Linked DNA regions of Gossypium hirsutum: region 1 is linked to region 2. A link is a contact called in public Hi-C data. All regions are on one chromosome and are shown on one strand. Each heading gives the region's core, a stretch centred on a gene start, on an enhancer-like site or on the middle of the called end of the contact. The rest is flanking DNA. Distances are from core to core; before and after follow the strand shown.

What was found. Hi-C and Micro-C count contacts between places; a contact is called where the count stands out from the background.
Region 1: a contact with region 2 is called in a Hi-C map of leaf, with 2.6 times the contacts expected there. The contact joins the promoter of LOC107935223 here to the promoter of LOC107924247 in region 2. A contact is called at or near these places in 7 of 34 Hi-C or Micro-C datasets (hypocotyl, leaf and seedling).

The regions. Positions count from the first base shown.
Region 1 is chrA12:63,899,037-63,905,685 of Gossypium_hirsutum_v2.1, reverse strand. It overlaps LOC107935223 (kinesin-like protein KIN-14R), which reads right to left and starts at 3,552. Exons shown (of 19, transcript XM_016867795.2): 1 at 3,190-3,552; 2 at 2,482-2,780; 3 at 2,226-2,397; 4 at 2,049-2,119; 5 at 1,771-1,954; 6 at 1,361-1,470; 7 at 1,152-1,251; 8 at 985-1,071; 9 at 706-882; 10 at 335-608; 11 at 32-193. The coding sequence starts at 3,415.
Region 2 is chrA12:63,737,406-63,745,082 of Gossypium_hirsutum_v2.1, reverse strand. LOC107924247 (pentatricopeptide repeat-containing protein At5g65560) reads left to right here and starts at 1,418. Exons shown (of 4, transcript XM_016854614.2): 1 at 1,418-3,476; 2 at 3,582-4,692; 3 at 5,465-5,555; 4 at 5,710-5,978. The coding sequence starts at 1,640. The coding sequence ends at 4,399. It overlaps LOC107924259 (a long non-coding RNA gene), which reads right to left. Exons shown (of 2, transcript XR_001691742.2): 2 at 7,369-7,617.

The sequences.
Region 1 (6,649 bases), core at 2,303-4,802, 160 kb before region 2:
TGTTGAAAAAGAAAAAATGGGGTCTTGATACCAGTGGGATCGGCTGCTATGTTCATTCACATTGTTTGATCCAACAGCTCTAGAATTGCTTCCAATCTGCAATACATTCCAAACTTCCTTTATATTTTCAACCTGAGCTTCTACAATGCCTGGAACATGATGAAACCCTTCAGCAGATTGCTTTATCTCCAACCTATCAACCAAATCAAGTGAATGCATTAAGCTTCAATATCTCAAGGAAATTCATCCTAGAACAACATAAATCACACCATTCAGGATACCATATTTTGAAAGTGAGTAGTTAAAAATGTAACAAAAAGTACAGCTGTCTCACCTCTTTGATGTTGGTGATGTAGATAATAAGTCTCTAATTTGTTCATTATAAACTTCAAGAACACTAACAGATATGTTATACATAAAAGTTTCACTCCTTTCTTTAGCAATATGAAACAACTGCTCTAGAGTTCTATAATTGACTCCTCTGTTCTGGTCTGTGCCTTCCATTGTAAATGTCTTCCCTGTTCCTGTTTGCCCGTAAGCGAAAATACAGACATTGTAGCCATCTAACACTGATGTCACCAATGGCAAGGCATCCGCAAAAACATCAACTGTTATGCCAAAACAAACACTAGCTCAATCAGCCTCTTACAGCATTTTAATTAGTTATATAAGGGCCGTGCATCAAATGATAGGGGTAATTGTTACCTTGATTGTCGTTGGGTGTGTACACTCGATCAAACTTGAAAGTCTTTTTGGTGGAGGCACCTGTCAGAATTCCAATGTTTCCATCTTTTGCTGCATCAAAATCTACAGCTTGAGCAGAACCAGCTGATATCTCTGCTTTACTAAGTGGGCGGCAGCGGCAAAAGACTCTGATATTACCTGATATTAAATAAATACTGTAAGTGTTTTCCCCTGTACTCTTCAATGATCAATTTCATAGACTGCATTGATAAATTACTCAGAAGGAAGAACAATCCTTGCCTTTTGTTTCCTGAATTTGATTATAGAGCTCCTTTCGCTTCGCTTGCTCTTCACTATACTTCACTTTGAGATCCTCACACTGCTCAACTGCAAACTCATTCTGTAAGTCTATGCAGATGTATAAATGCAAACTCCTACTCACTTAACCAAGATAAATTAGACCTTACCCAGTGCTTGGACACCAGTGACCATTTTATTCAGTTCGGGTATTGACTCAGCACAGGCATGTGCTTCATGGGAGAGCTGAGCATGTTCATTTTTCATTATCTGCAGAAACATCAATAAAAAAAAAGCATTAAAATAAATAATCCCTCAACAACAGTAGGAAGCGAAATTATTAAGAAATAGGAGATTATTGGAAAGATAGAATCATTACCTTTATTTTCTCTTGTAAATTATTGATTGCTGCTGCCCAATACTTCTTATAATGTTCATAACTGCTAGTAATATTTTTCAAATTTTCAGTTTGTTTCCCCACAGTTTCATCTGACAAGAGAAGATTTCTTGAGTTAAAAAGGAGCAAGTATTTCTATGCCTCTCATTGTAAAACTTAAGCACCTAACATAATCCAAATAAACCACCATTGCATAGTCTTTTTCGTCAGCATTTGTGATTAAGTCAGAATTTAATAAACAATATTCCAACAAATCTTCCTCCACTTGAATGGTTCAAACATTCAGAAATATGAGGAACAAGTAATTATTTAGCAAAAATGAGAGTTTCTAAGAAGAAATGCATTTGCTCATGTCATTAAAAACTGAGAACAAGTAAACTGATGATGGTTACCGAGAGTGCGTGTTTGGAAGATCTTGTTGTCAAGTTCCATCCTAACCTTCTCCAACTGCTCATTTGCTGCAGTCAATGACATCCAAGCCTCGTGACATTCATGTGTCTTGAGCTGGCACTGTGTAGTGAGCTCTTGTATCTTCTTTTCATACTTGTATGTAACTTTTGTTCGCACAAATTTCATCTACAAAGCACAAAATAAAAGTCTAAATAAGCAGGAAGTTCAGCCTTAACTTCTCTCATAGAAAACATCAAAATCATATTAAATGAACTGTAACCTGAGCTGAGGAAACTTCAATTTCAGCAGCACAGTTATTGCACTTAAGATATTCTTGCGATCCCTGAGTAACTGTTTTTAGATCATAAATAAAGGTTGCAAAATAAGCAGTTTTTCTAACATGGTCCAAAGTTAAATCTAGGAGTGAATCAAGTAACTAAAACACAAATTCCAGTACCTGGAATATTTTGTGTTTTCCTTACACAAATCCCACAAACCATGGGGCTTCCTATAACTCCTTCAAACCTCAAAGCAATTAGCCCATCCTCCTTCACTGATACCCTCAAACCAACAACTTGTAATGGCTTATTGGCTCCAACAACTGAGAAGATATCAAAATCTGACAATACCTGTCATATTCACACCAAAATTTCAACATTTCTAGGCAGTGAAAAACCACAAAACAAATTGAATGATTTTGACAAGTAACTTGCCTTCTCTTCTTGCATATAGACATTGAATATCCTCATTCCTTTAGGTCCATTAGTGTTAATGATCTCTGCAAAATGAAGATCAACAAAATAGTCTCCCGGAGGAAGATTTTTGAACCGGTATGAGAAGCTACCAATTCTTGCAGACCAATAAATGAAAGGACAATCTCCAGCCTCATTTATAGGCTCATTGGTCTGCATAACATTTCCTCCTTCAAAGTAATTATCCCCCACAAATTTCATGCTAGAATCTGTTTCATTTAAAGCCTCTCCTCCAGCGTTTATAAACATCACAATTTCATCTGTAAATTGTATGAAATTTCAGGAAAAAGATTACTACCTTGATTGAATCATATATCATTAAGAACTACAAATATAAGTCAAAATTCATAATTTACTCATAAGTGTTAAATTAATCTGCAATATATATATATATATAAAATAAAAGCAACTCAGAAAAGTTTGAATAAACTTCACCTCTTTTCTTTTCTTTTCTCTTTTTGTAATATTTCAAACAAGTTCTGGAATGCTAGTACATGTACTTTAAAAGATTTAAAAAAAATCCAAATATAATTAAATCACAAGAAACTTCTGCTTTTTTTGCAAGCATATCAAGGAAAAAAAGAGTTGTAATTTCTTTCTTTCACAGGACTTTATTATTGATTAAATAATTAGGAGTTTAACAAGATAAAATCATGAAATTTTACTTACCGGTGCAATTAGATTTGGAAAACCCGGATAGGATCAGCCTTGAATTAGAGTCACAAAGCATTAGATCAGCAAAAGATTCTTCTTCACCTTCATCCATGGCGGAGGTAGGGTTATCTAGATTCAAGGCAAGATCGCATTTTTCTGAGTCGAAACCCCTAGTAATAGAGAAATCGGGGAAATGGGTTTCTGGGTTTTGGAGAAAAGCGTTTAACTGAGCATTATCCATTGGGTGTGTTTGGTTGCCGAGAAAATTTCTGAGATTTGCTTGGATAAGTCTGTAACGAGCAAGAGTGAAAGAACGAAAGAAAATTAGAATGCGTTTGAAAATGGGATGTATTTGGAAAGGAAATTGTTCGAATTTGAATTCCTCTTTGTCGACCGTTGGGAGACCTTTTTACCGTTAAGTACTTTTTAGGGTTTGCCAATAAGTTTTTGCAAAGCCCATTGGGCTTCGCTTTCTATACTCTCTACTTCTCTTCAAAAACAACCCAAGTCTTCAAATTTAAGTTACTGAATTAGAGAGATGAAACTAGTCCTACCACGTTCAAGTGTTAATGGACTGAGAAAAGTCAGGTTGGGGTACCAACATATTTTATGTGTTTTCAAATGTAGATTTAAAATTTTACTTAAATTCATCTATATTATCTTTAAAAAAAATTAAGAAATATATTATATTTTTTTAATTTTTAATTTAATAATTATATATTTTTTCATTTATTACAATTTTATATATAGATAGCCGAACATTCTTTAGTGTTTACATTATAATATTATACATAACATATAAAAATAACATAATACAATATATTAAAAAAATTAGAAAACTGATCAGGTTTAATTTTTTTATTCAAAACCTCCTAAATTCTAGACAAGTAATCTAACCCTTAATATAAATGTAGATATAAAATTTTAAAAATTAGAGAGGGGAGAAAAACGTTGGGTAGGTGAATCAAAATTTTTATACTTTATGAATTTTTAATGAATTTTTAATAAATTTCTAATCGAATCGATTGAACTAACGAACTAATGGTCTGATTGGTTCAACTATTAATCTGATTCTAAAAACATTGATTCGAATTTGAGTTGAACAACTTAAGTTATCAAGCGAGTGATATTCAGATTTTTTAGTGGTTAATTAAATTAGCTAATGATCCTAATAGACTGAACTCAACAATTCTATCTTTGTCTTGAAACAAATTTAACTTGGAAAAAAAAACTTCCAGCCTCGAATATTGAATAAAGTTTGAATTAGACTCAACTTGATTACATCTCTTCAATATTCTCATCGGAGATAAATAGAGTGAAAAATCGTAAGATATAACATGAATTTTAAGATAACATCTAGTATGAGATTTTATTATAGCGGGATCTTGTGAAATCCCTTTAAATCAAAAACTGTACTTGAAGATAGAAATAAGGAAACTATAGTCATTTGATCAATTCACATCAAAAACTAAAAAATTATAGTGATAACTTGGAACCTGATAAATTGGTTATCTCTTTCTTTAATATTGAAACCGGTTGAATTGGTTAAAAACTAAATTCATGTTTTTCAATGTAAATCTTACATAACATGATTAACGGTGGATTAATGTTTCTCTTTTCTTTTTTCTTTTATTTCAGCAATTGATTTAAAAACATCCCATGAAATTTGCACTTATCCTCTACAATGGTTTATGATAGTGTGACTTTTCATGAAAAACCGACCCACATAAACATTTTCAAATACTACCCATTAAATCAAATATATGACAAAAATACACAACCTTAAGTAAAATATATAAAAGTTAATTTAAAATTAAAAGACGACTATTTTAATAAATATAAATTCTAGATTTATAAAGTAAAATCAAAGTAATACAAAACATAAATGAGTAAAGAATTGAAATAAAATTAACTCGTAATATTAAAATACATCTATAGCAATATAAACATGATAAAAATTGAAAATTCACTCATAACAATTTTATATAATCAAATTTGATCCTAAGTATACAAGGAATCAAAATCTCAACTGTTACCAACACTACCAAAAGTTTATTAGTTAAATCCAACCTTTTAATTAAAAAAAAACAACTCATACCATTTTCATCTTAATTAAACAAATAATCTTATTAGGTAAAATAAATTCAATTTGGATTAATAGTTTGTCCATTAAATTAATGAAAATTGTATGAAAATTTATCATTTGAAATATTTTAAATTTTATTAAGTTTATATAGAAATAATAAAATTGGAACAACAAAACAAAATTTTTCATTTGCATTACAATATATAAAATATGAAAAATTTAACATATATTTCAACACATTTGTCATGTCCACCTATATTCATAGAATTTTCACCACACATATTTATATATTTCAATAAAATTTATATTTGTTGGCTTATTATGTTGTGTTATATAATTTTTTAAAGTTAGTAATAGTATCAATATAATCCATCATTGCAAGTATTTCAAAGTTCTCATTATTTTAATCTTGTCATTCAATCTAAAAACTTTATTTTATGCGATTTTTTTTTATTTCTATTCATTTTTTAATGCAATTTGTATCGTAATATATATATTATTATAATTTAAAAAAATTATAAGAATAGATAAATAATGACATTTTTTTTAAATAGATGTCTTTGACACCCATTTTTTTTTATTTCTTGTATATTATATGCAAAATTAATTTATATGAAAAATAAAAAGAATTGTTATGAACCAGTTCCAAGTTAAATAAAGAATCGAATGGAATAGTCATTAATCAAATCATTCACTCTATAGTCTGATAATTTTTTTAAAAAACTGATTAATCAGGTAAGAATAAATATAGAGTTTTGTTCTACATGTCAATATCAATACCGACAACATTGAAATTTATAGTAAGAGGAAAATCCGTCGACTTTAAAAATCGTGAAGGTTTAAGTCCCGCTATCGTCAACCCCAAAAAACCCGTTTGTTATCTATTTATTTTATCCTACCCTTTTTGTTAGTGGTTTAAAGTTTTTTTATGTTTCTCATTCATCCTATTTTTTACCATTTTACAAGTGTATCCTAGCATAGTAAAATTTTGTTCTCTTATCACAAGTCTTGTGATAATACCTTCCAAAAGAAACTTTTGTTGTTGTTGGATTATATCATACTCACGATATGATTGAAAGAAAAACTTAATATTAAAAATATATTTATAAATAAAATTAATAATTGAACTCTTGGTAGAGTGGTAAAATCTTTTTTTTTTGTTGTTGTACATTTAGACATTTTGGTTTTAATTGTTTTATTTAAACATTTCATATAAAAATAGTAAAGGCAAAATCATCCTTATTTTAATATTCATTACTTTATTAGAAATAATCTCTAACCGAATTAATGTCTAATTGGCTTATGATTCCAACCCAATCGATTACATTGTATATCTAGAATATATTATTATGCTTCTTGATTTTTATTTTTATTTTTTGTTACAAGAGA
Region 2 (7,677 bases), core at 169-2,668:
TATAGTTGCATGCAACTGATTCAAAGCACAATCACAAAGAAAAGGCAAAAGTAGATAGAGGAACCAAAGCATGAAACTAGAAAAGCTAACAATCTCTACTTGGATATAAATTCAGACGCAATCATCTTTTTAAGTAGCACAGACTAAAATAGAACTCGCAAATTGGGGGAAAGTTTCCCCATTAGAATTGCTACCTCACTCCTAGTTCCCCCATTAAATCTGATGTACAAAATGGGGGAAAGTTTCACCCCAGTCAAGCGAATGACAGTGGGTAATCTTTCTCGTTCTTCTAGTTGGAGAAAATAAAGAAAGAATCATTTGAAAGATGCAAAATCCAAACAGAACAAACAGATTCAAAAATCCAAACAGATTCTTCAACAAAAACAAAAAAAAGGGAAGAAGAAGAATTGAGTGAGAGAGGCAACAAAAACATGAAATGCAGATTAAAAAATAAAGCATAAAAAAGTTACTAGGATGAAGAAGGAGAAGAAAGATGAAGAACGGAAGAAGGAGGAAAGAATTTGGTGAGAGTTTTAGAAGATGGAAAATGTCTTACAGAAATAAAATCGGTAAGACATTTTCCCTAAAACCCATTTCATTTTACTCATGTTTTAGAAAATATTTTCCAAATGTAATTTATTTTCAATCAAACAAACAACGTAAAACTTGAAAAATGTTTTCTTGGCAAACAAACGGACTCTTACTTTAAAATTAACAAATTGTGAAAAAGGAAATTTTAGTTTGTCAAAACACTGAGATCTGCTTCAAACATAAACTAAAAATTTTGAGAATCAAACCTTTAGAAATGTTTATTTCTAACTATTTTTAGAATTAGACTAGATCGGTTGGTTGGATTGGGAATTAATTAAATCATCAATCTGAATAAAACGTTAAATCAATTAACCCACGAACCGATTGAAAGATGCAAACTCGTTTTATCTTATATTTTTTATTGTTATACTTTAGTTGTTTTATTGAATTTTATGCAAAAAAAAATATTGTAATGTAAATTTATTGCATTTTATTATCAAAAATTGAGTACAGCCATACGACACATTATATTCTTAATGAGAGAAAGCATGTTCGAACTTTAAAAACGATATTATTATAAGGGAAAAATAGAATCCTAAACATAAAGCATAAAACAAACATGAAAAATATTAAAAAGGAATTAACCATTGTTTATTATTTTCGCTTTTTATAATATTTGTTAAAGTTAATTGGGAATTTAATGATGATATTTTATTATTAAATTTAATCCTTATTTAGTTGTTTTTAATCAATAAACAAAAAATGTGGTTTATTTAATTTAAAATAAGTTAATAAATATAACAGAAAAAGAGTGAATATGAGATAACATCATACCCTTTTAAAAAAATTCTGAGCTATGAAAAATGAGGAAGTTTAACCCAATCCAGTTCCCAAAACCTTCATCACTTTGGAAGCTTATTTCGTGATCAAGTTTGGGTTTTAGGAAGTGGCGACCTAACATGAGAATGGCGGAAGCCCAAATTAGCAGCCCAAAACCCAAAGCACGTCTGGGAAACGTTTAACTCAGTGCATCCTACCTAATCAATCAATCAATCCTACATTTCCTAAGCTTCAGCCGCCTCCGTGATTCTTCTTATCAATCATTTCCATGAATGGATCCCTCACCATCGCCACCGTCAGAACCTCCACGATGAGAACGCCGGCGGCTATTATGAAACATGTTGAGTCCTTCCATTTTCGCTGCTTCCTCCTCACCAAACCCTTCTCGTCATTCCCTTCATCTCTTCCTATAGACCCTGAGCCAAGCGATCACGATCTCCCTTTGCTCCTTCACTCCATTCTCTCCAAACCCAATTGGCAAAAGCACCCTTCCCTCCCTAAACTCCTCCCTTCCATTTCCCCTTCCCATGTCCATTCCCTCTTCTCCCTCAACCCTTATCTTCTCCCCCAAACTGCTCTCGATTTCTCCTATTGGATCTCCCAGAAACCCACTTTCAAACACTCTGTTTATTCCTATTCCGCCCTTTTGAACATCCTTGTTGCTTACAAGTTCTTCGGCCCTGCTGACAAAATCCGCCTCGCCATGATCAAATCCTCCGCTTCCATCCACGAATCCCGGTTCGTTTTTGAATTACTAATGGAAATGAATAAGAACGAACAACTTCATTCCTGTTTTAAGCTTTCCCTTAGATCCTACAATTTTTTGTTGATGTCGTTATCGAAATTCTTGATGATTGATGAAATGAAATCCGTTTATAGTGAGATGTTGAACGATAGGGTTTCACCCAATATTTTTACTTGGAATACTATGGTCAATGGTTATTGTAAGATTGGGAATGTGGTTGAGGCTCAACGCTATGTCACTAAAATCGTCCAAGCGGGATTAAATCCCGATACCTTTACTTATACTTCGTTAATATTGGGGCATTGCAGGAATAAGGATTTAGATAGCGCCTTTAGGATTTTTAGAATGATGCCAAGTAAGGGTTGTCGAAGAAATGAGGTTTCTTATACGAATCTTATTCACGGTCTATGTGAGGCTGAACAGGTTGATGAGGCTATTAAGTTGTTTGAGGCGATGGGGGAGGATTTTTGTTATCCTACAGTTCGTACATACACTGTGATTATTTTTGGATTGTGTGAAACCGGGAGGAAGTCAGAAGGAATAAAATTGTTCGAGGAAATGTCACAGAAAGGGTGTGAGCCGAATGCTCATACTTATACAGTAATCATTGATAGCTTATGTAAAGACAATAAGGTTGATGAGGCAAGGGAAATGGTAGGTAGGATGTTAGAGAAAGGGCTGGTTCCAAGTGTGGTCACCTACAATGCTTTGATTGATGGATACTGCAAACATGGGGCAATGGAGGCTGCATTGGAAGTTTTGGGTATGATGGAGTCTAATAATTGTTTTCCTAATGAGCGAACCTATAATGAATTGATAGCTGGGTTTTGTAAGAAGAATGTTCACAAGGCAATGGCATTTCTTGATAAGATGCTTGAACTTAAGCTGGTTCCTAATGTGGTCACATATAATTCATTAATTCATGGGCAATGTAAAATGGGGCAGTTGGATAATGCCTTTAGGCTGCTTGAGATGATGAAGAAGAATGGTTTGGTTCCTGACCAATGGACTTACAGTGTTCTTATTGACTCTCTTTGTAAAGTTGATAGAATAGAAGAAGCTCGTAATCTCTTTGACTCTCTCAAGGAGAAAAGCTTAAAAGCAAATGAAGTTATATATACTGCTTTGATTGATGGATACTGCAAGGTTGGAAAAATTGAAGATGCTAATTATTTGCTTGATAGAATGATTAATCAGGGCTGCTTGCCGAACTCATGCACTTACAATGCCATTATAGATGGGTTGTGCAACATGAAAAATATGAAGGAAGCATTGTCGACGGTGAAAAAGATGGCAGGGATGGGTGTGAAGCCTACAGTAGATACCTATACAATTCTCATCAAATGGATGCTTAAAGAAGGTGACTTCGATCATGCGCATGGGACTCTTGATCAACTAATTTCCTCAGGATGTCAACCTGATGTATTAACCTATACTGCTTTTATTCATGCATATTGTGGTGTAGGGAGACTAAAAGAAGCAGAGGATATGATGATTAGGATGAAGGAAGGAGGAGTTTTTCCTGATTCTTTGACATACACATTACTTCTAGATGCATATGGATGCTTGGGATTGATGCATTCTGCATTTGATGTTCTCAAATGTATGTTTGATGCTGGCTGTGAGCCTTCTCATCATACATACTCTATTTTATTCAAGTATCTGTTGAAGGACCGAAGGACAAAGGATGACAGCCCTGCAGTGAATTTGGTTTCAAATGGCTTGTTGTTTGATCATGCTGATGTCTGGAAGTCAATGGAATTTGACACTGCTCTGGAGTTGTTTGAGAAAATGCGTCAGCATGGTTGTGTACCCAATGCTAACACTTACGGCAAGCTTATTATAGGACTTTGCAAAGTTGGGCGCTTTGTTGTAGTACAGAAGTTATTTGATCATATGAGAGATCAAGGAATATCTCCTGGTGAAGATGCCTACAACTCTCTTCTTAATTGTTTCTGTGAGTTGGGAATGTATGATGATGCTATGATAGTGGTGGACCTAATGATCAAATCTAGCCAGTTTCCCTATCTGGACTCCTACAGGCAACTGATTTGTGGACTATATGATCAAGGGGATAAGGAGAAGGTTGATACACTTTTTGCCAACTTGCTTCGTTGTGGTTATAGTAGTGATGAAGTAGCTTGGAAGATTCTTATTGATGGTTTACTGAAAAAGGGGCTTGCTGATAGATGCATTGAACTCTTAAGCATCATGGAAAAAATGGGCTGCCAGCTCCACCCTAGTACATATTCATTGTTAATTGAAGGAATTGATGGAGCGTAGATTCTTTGTATTTTATCTTTTGAGATTCTTGCATTTTTGTTACTGAAGGGGGCCATTGCATTGCTCTTCCTCCTATATGGGTGCTAGTGATGTACAGATTGAAAACTGCATTCCTTTCCACATGCAGTCTCAATACATAAAGCCTGGGGAACTTGTTTAAATTGAAGCATTTTTACGAGGCTGGAACTGAGGGAGCAGTTTTTCATTGAGAAGCTCACACATCCCTGAATTCCTGGACATGGTAGTGGTAATGGCCCCTCATCATGCAAACCACTCTAGCTGGCAATCTAGAGGCAAGTACACAGTTTCTTTTGTCCTATTTGTTCAAATAATAGTATTTTTGAGCTCTCTATTAATCTTGTTCTTTGTAGTTCTATCCTAAACACCATAAATGAAGTACTAAATTGTATCCTGTATAAGTCAGGCAGGCACATCAGAAATTGTGCTTAAATTAATTCACCATTATTAAGTTGCAAAGTTCTTTTCCAAATATTTTCACATGATTTACCCTGGATGGTTTTTGTTGAGCAAGATACTATCAAGGCATTTTAGTAGTAGAAAAAAACTGCTTTCGACATAAAAATTATATTTACCGATGGCCTATGGTTTACGGATTTAGAAGGATTCGTAGCCATCCAGTAAATGTCGGGAGGAAAATGTGCAGAAAATGGTTCATATGATTGATAGAGTTCCTTTTGTTGCTTTATTATCTTGTTTTCCTGTTTAGTTCTGACATGTTCTTGACCTTGAAAATGAAGGCCTTTCTGCTAATCCTCAGTAACTTAGCTTTTGTAGCATCTCCTTATTTGCAGGAATTTTACCCTTTTTGGCGCTCTTTTCACTTTTCTTATTGTACATAACTTGAATGGAATGTGTTTACAGTTGATTTGGTTAGCAAAGTTTGGGAAGAATGACCATATATTTTACAATTCATCTTCCATTTTTATGCCTTTTCTATAGTTATTGAAAGTTGTGGGTATTAGGAAATGTTCAATCGCTTAAATCGTTCATCCTTTGGTTCGAATGTGAAGTATAGAATATAATCTTTGTTATCTTTGGTCACAGAATAATGCATTCAAGGGTATGAAAGAAGCAAGCATTTTACTCAGAAAAATGGGCAAGTCCTCCACAAGACGAGGATAATTATGCTCAACAGGTAAGTAGATAAATCTTCAATGATGTTTTGTTTTTCTTTTTCTTTTTTTTGTTTTTTTGTTTTGTTTTGTTTTGTTTTTTTTTTTTTTTTTTTGCATTCAGTTTTGTATGTATTACATGACGATAATTGTGTGCTTTTAATTTCCATGGTGCAGAAAGCATTGCCTGTTCACAAGAGCTGGAATGCAATGAAATCAGTTCCAAAGACACCAAACTGAAACAAAGGTGGCACCACAACTGGTACTCACTGATAAAACCTCGATTTCAATTATATCCCAAAAGCTCCCTCCTTGATTTTGTTATCTAGATTAGAGGTTTCTAGCCGCCGAACTCTTAACATAATAAAAAAAGATTATGTACAGTGATAATGCCATTGAAGGTGAAGCACATAGATCATGAAAATCTATGGGGAGTGTTTAAGGTTGATCGTAGTGTTTGGAACAATTAATCCAATTTTGTTTTTGGGAAATGATTTGATAATCATTGGTTTTGAAAGGTTTGAGAATGAGGGACCTTTGCAAAACATCATGCCATATCCTGCCGGCCCCGTTAAATGAAAAATACTTTTTATAATTTATAAAATTTTAAATTAGTAATGGTAAAATTGTATTTTTTCTTCTAAAATAATGATAAAAATTTGATTTAATTTTTTGAAATTATGAAGATATAGATTATTAAAATAGTGAAATTATTTTTATGTAAAAATATATAATTTAATTTTAACTTTCTCAGAATTTTTTTTTTGGCTGTCACTACCATATTCTTTACTAAATATTGTTTTCTCATGTCTTTGGTTTTTTTTTTTCTTTTTTTTGAGGTCTTATTGTGACAAATCATTCCTCTCCTTCGAATATTTATGATAATAATACATGTTGGTCATGTCTTATTTTTATTATTTATGTAAACACGATTCTAGTATATTGTGCTATTGTAGCGCTTATTATTAATATTATTTTCTTTTTTTTAAAGGGATTCTCATTATTATTAAACATATCATATTTTTGTTTCATATTCAAAATTATTATTAGATTTTTCACGGGTTGTGTTTCTTTGTAATTCACCCAATTTATTTATTTGTAGCTCAGTATTCGAGTATGATCAAGACTTTGATGTCAAATTGGGGAGACCTTCGGTTACCAAATAATTTAAAAATTAAAAAAGTAATTTTATTATACATATCAATTGAATATTTACCTACACTTACTATTATTTAAGCTGCTAACTAATCGGTGTTATCTCAATCAGGTCATCAATTCGATTAGAAAAATTACGGAAATATCAATTTGTAATTAGAACAAGTTATATTATTCGAAAGTATTTTAGTTGTTTTATTTTAAAAAATTAATAAAAATATACATATTACATATAGTGGGATATGAAATCGAACCAATTGTATTTGTAAAATTTTTAATTTACCACTAAACTAAAGCTTTATTTTGATATTTTTTTAATTTTATTACGTGTACTTTATTATTTCCATCAATTGTATATATTAATAATAATTTGGTAAATTGGTATTACAAGTTAACTCGATATTAATTTATAAACAATTTAGATTAAAATAAGTTATTATTACAAAGTATTTTTTTATTTAAAAAATCAATAAAAATATGTATATAGTGAGATTTAAACCCGAATCAATTATATCAGTAAAACTTTTAATTTACCATTCAATTAAAGTTTTATTCTAATATTTTTATACATTTTAATTTTATTAGGTACATTTTATTCCTTTCATCAATTATGTATATCAATAATATATTTAATAGAGTTAGTATCACAAATTAACTTGACCCCAACTCATAAACCACTCATAAACAATTTATCCCTTTGTTCAAGCAAGACTATTGTAGGGCTCAAATTTTGCCCAGCCCAAAATACAAACTAATTACACTAAACAAATCCAAATTAAACAGGTCCAAAATTTAGCCCACAACAAATCAGAAAATAAGCAAGAAGGGAAAACCCTAGCCCTCTGAGTGCTTCAACCGCCGCCCATGTCATGCGCCACTCCACCGTTCACTACCCAAACCCGTACCACGTCCGAGCCACGTCCGTCATACCTGCAAACATGTACAAAACAGTTGTAAAATGGCTATATAAAGCCACAAAGAATGTAATTT